Regions from separate parts of the Hordeum vulgare genome. Here region 2 is linked to region 1. A link is a contact called in public Hi-C data. All regions are on one chromosome and are shown on one strand. The core of a region is the stretch at or near the end of the contact, and the rest is flanking DNA. Distances in the headings are between cores, read along the strand shown.

What was found. Hi-C and Micro-C count contacts between places; a contact is called where the count stands out from the background.
Region 2: a Hi-C map of leaf shows a contact between it and region 1, with 3 times the contacts expected there. The contact joins the promoter of LOC123402598 here to the promoter of LOC123401321 in region 1. A contact is called at or near these places in 2 of 6 Hi-C or Micro-C datasets (leaf and seedling).

Annotation. Positions count from the first base shown.
Region 1 is chr6H:524,599,508-524,602,605 of MorexV3_pseudomolecules_assembly, forward strand. It overlaps LOC123401321, which reads right to left and starts at 1,503. Exons shown (of 2, transcript XM_045095107.1): 1 at 890-1,503; 2 at 117-703. The coding sequence starts at 1,352. The coding sequence ends at 624.
Region 2 is chr6H:524,872,165-524,875,162 of MorexV3_pseudomolecules_assembly, forward strand. LOC123402598 (protein DCL, chloroplastic) reads left to right here and starts at 1,443. Exons shown (of 3, transcript XM_045096530.1): 1 at 1,443-2,131. The coding sequence starts at 1,728.

The DNA.
Region 1 (3,098 bases), core at 253-2,752:
CATCGGGTGGCCATTGGCACGAGCGAGGATTGATTGTTTGATTGGGTGAGCAAACCCAGTGACACCATCCGTCGGTCATCGATTATTTTGCAGCAGCAACAAGCAACAGCAACTGCTACCACCACCAGCCAACAGTATATTATTATTCCGGAACGCAAATTAAAAATCAATCTACTACCTCATGTACAGTCATGTCGAAATTATCACGAAATCAGGGGAGGTGACTAGTAACGGAAGCAATGCGACGACGGAAGATCAGGGGGAGGAGAAACTAGGTAATAACAGAGGTAATAACGCGGATTACGGAGTATGGTTCTCGAATTGCTCAACGATAAACATGTGACACAAAGGTTGATTAGTAGTAGCAGCAGGGCTAAGCTAGCTGGTCCAAGATGCGGGAGGAGCAGATGTGGAAGGCGGCTGGCCGATCGTCCGACGACACTATTGGTAGATTCTCTTCTCGTTTGCTTGCTCATCAATCATTGGTTGCTTCTTCGATCTCGAGGCAGGGAGGGATGGATGGATTATTCTTTTTCTTGTGCGTTGTTGTTCCTTGTCCCTCCTCTGAATTCGGTATGGCATCCACGTTCCACGGGATGTTCGTTCAGCCATGGCTGGTCTGTTCAGGAGCGGCTGCGCATGGACAGCGCCACCACCTGCGCCCACTGCTTCAGCCTCATCTTGACCGTCTCCGGCGGGTCATCTGCAGGGAAGGAAGTACCGCCGTCGAGAAGTCAGATCAAAACTCTAACCGCGCCTGGCCGGCGGATCAGCAATCGCGTTTGGTTGGAGAGGAACAAATCAATTCTTTCGAAATTCGGAGGCTTGTTCGTGCAATGAACAGATCGCATGGAGCTGATGGAGAGGGAATAATAATGCGCGTGCTCACCTGGAGAGAGTATTGAGAGGGGGCTCCCGATGGGCGACGGCTCCGAGGCCTCCGAGGAGGCGCCGCAGGAGCACTGGCTGGCCGCGCAGCCGGCCTTGGCGTTGGCGTTGGCGTTGGCGTTGACGGCGTAGAGGAGGTCGAGCGCCGGGAGCGTCTCGACGAGGCGGCTCCTCCCGGCGTCGCAGGCGGCGCAGCGCTGCGAGGGCGGGTCGAACCGGAAGCCCAGATCGAGGGAGCCGCGCAGCTCGTCGAGCTGGTCGTCGGTGACGCTCTGCGCGCGCTGCAGCGGCGAGCGGCGGCCCCTGCCCAGTATCCCGCGCCGGCGCCGCTCCCACGCCTCGTCCCGCTCGATGTCGGGCGACCACGAGTTCTGCTTCTGCAGCCCCATGGCCCCCGCCGCGCCCCTCATCCTCCCGCCGCCGCCCATCAGGTGCGGCTGGAACCCCTGCTTCCCCTCCTCCATGGCTTCCGCCGCCGCCGCCGGCCTCCTCCTCCTCCGCTCGGGGGATTTGGATGGAGGCGAGGACTGCTGGCTCCTCCTCCTCCTCCGCGGTGGAGTAATTTATCTCTCTCCGCCTGCCTGCCGCCGCCTTCTTCTTTCTTCTTCTATTTCCTTAGCGGATCGGATGCTTGCGTGCGGGCTAGCGGGCGAGACTGACGTCTGCCGACGTCGGGCTGCTTTATACTACTACGCTCGTGGATGGATGGCATGCGTAGCCCTGGCGGACGGATCCAACGGTGGGATTTGTTCCAACTGCTAGGCCGGGGCTCATTATTGGGCATTGATTCCGGGTCACGGGGAACGTGGGCCGGGGGGAATTCGTTCCTCAACTGACCGAAAAAACCCGGACGTATGCAAATTTAACTCCTTGCAGTACAAGTGTTTTGCGCTAGTACTACTCCTACTACTGCTGTGCGGCTGTTTGAATCGCAGCTGGATTCGGATCCCCCCTGAACCCTCGCGTGCGGCGGGTAATACGTAAAGTAGTAAAACGGAAGGATTCTTCCGTGTTTCGCTTTCACGTCTGCTTGCTAGAATTCCGTCGTGTGTGCCGTGGTGCACAAAATGTGTGGGGAAGTTTCCGTGTCGTCGTGGATGGAGGAATTGGCTCGTAAATTTCTCGGGAATAAACTAGTTGGTGAGTGCATCACACGGACGTAACCACCGGCCGTCCGGCCGGTCCAGGCGGTCCAGGTGATGGTGCGTCACAGTGGAGCGGGTGGAAGGGCGCCTGTTTGTTTGCGACGACCGACTTGATTACCACCAAACCGGTGGGATTATGTCAGGCCGGTGGGATTTGCTTGCTTGCGCGCAAGCAAAGATTTTTGTAAACTTTGCAAACCGTCCACATGCATGCATGTGGTAGAACCTTCCGGAAAACCCTTGCGGTCCTCGACATGCATGGAGAACCTTCCGAAAAAAGTTTGCGAGGTCCAACTTTGATTATACGTATTTCTTTTCATTCTGTTTGGATTGACCATACTGTACTGCTCGGTCGAGGGAATCGGCCGGGATATTTTTCCGTCTGGTCGCCTACATTCTCTCCTGGATTCGTGTCGCGCGGATCGCGCTGATTTAGGGTGGTCTGTCTGGTGGTATTACGATCTGTAGATACGGTTCACGATTTGCTTTGCCCTAATGCGTGCGTGCCAAACTTGTAAGTTTTTTTTTTACATCAGCTTGTGACCCCAAACAAATCATCTTCTTTTGTGACAGAGATCTTATCGCTACGATTTTTGAAAGAACGATCTTGATGCATGCTCGACGTGCGTGGAGAATCTTCCGGACCCAACTTCGGTTCAGTCTAGATTCTCGCGGACAGTGCTGCAACGTGGGATCAAAATTGTTTATGTGAAAGGATCTTTACTGGTGTCTCTGGTAAGATTCTTTTTGTTACTACCTCCATTTTTAGTTAAAACTGTCATTTCCCAACCAACTGTTATTTCAAAAACAAAAAATTCGAAGAATTTCCTAACCAGCTAATACATGCCATCGCTTGCAATCTCTCGTGGATACGTAGCTTGCGAATCGCGGTAATCAACAGGCCCGTGAATACGATTTTGTGTTGATGACCAATGATTTCCGCCGACGATGGATCGCATTCGCGCGTGCGTCTCAAACGTAGTACTCCTAAACCTTAAGTCTTAAGACATATTCCTACGTACTCTTAAGTCTTATAGTAGATTTATTTACACAGCACTTAAGTCT
Region 2 (2,998 bases), core at 193-2,692, 270 kb after region 1:
GAGAACTAAATTTTGAAATGGAGAACAATATTGAAAAACCCCAAATAAATTTGAAGGTGCGAACAAATTTTTGAAGCACGCTATTTTTGAATCTACAGAACAAATTTTGGAACCGAGAACAATTATGAAAAATCCTGAACAAATTTGGAAGCGTGAACCATTTTTTAAATCACGGTTTTTTTTTATCTTGAGAATATTTTTTTTTAAACGGAGAACAATTTTAAAAATCCTGAACAAATTTGAAACTGTGAACAAATTTTTAAAGCACGGACATTATTCTAATCATTAGAACAAAATTTGAAACCGAGAACAATTTTGGAAAAATCATGAACAAATTTGGAAGCACGATCGTTTTTTTGAATCTTGAGTACTAAATTTTGAAACCGAGAACAATTTGAAAAACCTTAAACAAATTTGAAAGCGTGAACACATTTTTAAAGCACAATTTGTTTTTTGAATCTGCAGAACAAATTTTGAAATCGAGAACAATTTTGAAAAATCCTGAACAAATTTGGAAGTGTGAACCATTTTTTCAAGGACGAACATTTTTTTGAATCTTGAGAACAAATCTTTTGAACGGAGAACAGTTTTAAAAACCGCGAACAAATTTGAAACCGTGAACAATTTTTTAAAGCATGGACATTATTTGAATCTTGAGAACAAAATTTGAAACCAAGAACAATTTTGGAAAATCCTGCATAAATTTGGAAGCGCGGACATTTTTTTAATGCACGAATAGTTTTGAATCTTGAGAACAAAATTTTGAAATGGAGAACAATTTGAAAAAACCCCAAAAAATTTGAAAACCGCAACTAAATTTGGAAAGTAAGAACAAGTTTTAAAACTGAAAAAAATTTGAATATTCAGAACAAATTTTGAAGATGTGAACAATTTTTTGAATATAGAGAACATTTTTTTAAATCTGGATTTTTTTTCGAAAATGCAGAACATTGTTCTAAAAATCCTACAACATTTTTTGAAACAGAAAGAGAAAAGAAAAAAGAAAAAGGAAAAAAACTGGTTCAGGAGATCTTTTAAAAGATTTTTAGAACCGGAAAAACCGGTTGAAAACCTGTAGAAGGTTCTGAAAACAAGAGCTCTGCAACCCGTTAAATGGACCAGCTCATTTTAATATCGTTCCCCTCCCTGCTCTGCTCTGTGCGAAGTCCAGACATTGCCTTTGCACTGAGCGGCGAATAGGATATTCCTATTTGGCGTGCCAACCAGCGTCGAATTCAGTCTATTGTATTGTTTTCGACTTATATTAGGCCTATTTTGCTGTCTAAAAAGAAAAACATGTCGTTTCTGTGCCGGGCCAGGCCCAGCACTGACTGGGCACGTGGGCTATCGGGCCGGCAGATAAGACCGGTCCATTCGGCAGGGTTTGGCCCTCGCCGTTGCACGGCACAAAAACTCGGGGAAACGAAAACGCCAACGAGGCCGGAACCCCGGCAGAGCGCAGCGGCGGGCGAGGCCTATCCACTCCTCCATGCACCATCGCGGCTCACTCCTTCCCAGCCACACTACCCACCACCACGCCACGCTCCACCCCCCACACCCTCCCGCCGGGGCCAAAAACCCCGCCTCCCTCCCCCGCCCCCCGCCGGCCGCGCGCGCAGCGCGAGGCCGCCACCCGCCACGGCGCGCCGCGCCCGTCCTACCATGCGGTGACGCCCGAAGCCGCCACGCCAAGCCGCTTTGATTGCCTCGCCGCCGCACGCAAGCACATGCAGTTTCCCCCGTCGCCCGCGCGCCCCATGGCCGCGGCCGCGGCCGTGTCCTCCTCCGCGCCCGCCGTGTCCTGCCTGCGCCTCGTCCTCCCCGGCTTCAGCGGCCTCGTCCATGCCTCCCTACTCGCGGGCCGCGCCCGCGGCCGAGGGGTGTCGGTGAGGTCGGGCGCGGCCCCGCCCGACCCGGCGGCCATGCTGCGGCGGCCGGCCGCCGCCACGACGGCCGCGGATGAGCGGGAGGCCGACGCGGATGCCAAGTTGGGCTCTCCGGTGGACGACGAGGAGCCCGAGGAGGGGCGGAGGAGGGGGCCCCAGAGGGAGTGGGTGGACTGGGAGGACCTTATCCTCGAGGACACCGTGCCCCTCGTTGGCTTCGTGCGGATGATACTCCACTCCGGCAAGTAGGCAACTTTTCCCTCTTCGCCCTCTTGTCCATTGTCCGTCCTAATTCCGTTTGCTGCTTGAAATTCAATCAACAATAATCTTAGTACGGCAGCACCAGTGCATCATTGGTGATGGGGAAAATTTTGCTTGTGTAATCTACTGCTGCAATTTATCAAACACATGGTGTGCAAACTGAACTTATCACCCATGGAATGTGAATAGCTATATCCTGGATGCTCTGAATGTTTGGGCACAGTTAGACCGACTACCCATAGTACTAGTAGGACTTAGTTCAAGGCGAATACTGGCGGTAAGTCTATAGCTGGTTTGGTGCTAGACAGAAGATACACCTATGTATTGAGGGAAGGGATTACTAAGGCATTGACTCGGTTGAATGTAACGGTTTAATCGGTTGGTCGAGCAAGTTGTTTGTGATATCCCAGTCGGTTGGATCAGAATTCACGGAGGCAGGCAGTGAAGGATTTGGAAAAGGTTGAGAGTTCACAAAACAGGGTGAGAATTCAGAGTTCCATATCATCATTCGACAGATGATCATTCAACCATTTCAGCCCCATATAGTGATTCACACATGTAGGATTACAGATAGTCCCTATGTCCACGTACACCACACCCAGCTCAATGAGCCGTTTTTTGCACGGGTTACTTCTTCCTGATCCAGCCCCTGGTCAGGTGTCTCTTGCATCCAAGACGATCCATCACCTTGAGCATTGCTGCCCTGGACTATTGCCTTCATGTCTGCCGCCACTATGGTCATGGCGCCAATGACCGATGGCACAGGCTCGACATTGTTCCAATCTATACCATACAATGATACAATACATTGCTAGTTACTCTGCTGGGGTTTGCATGAGTTTGTTCAAATC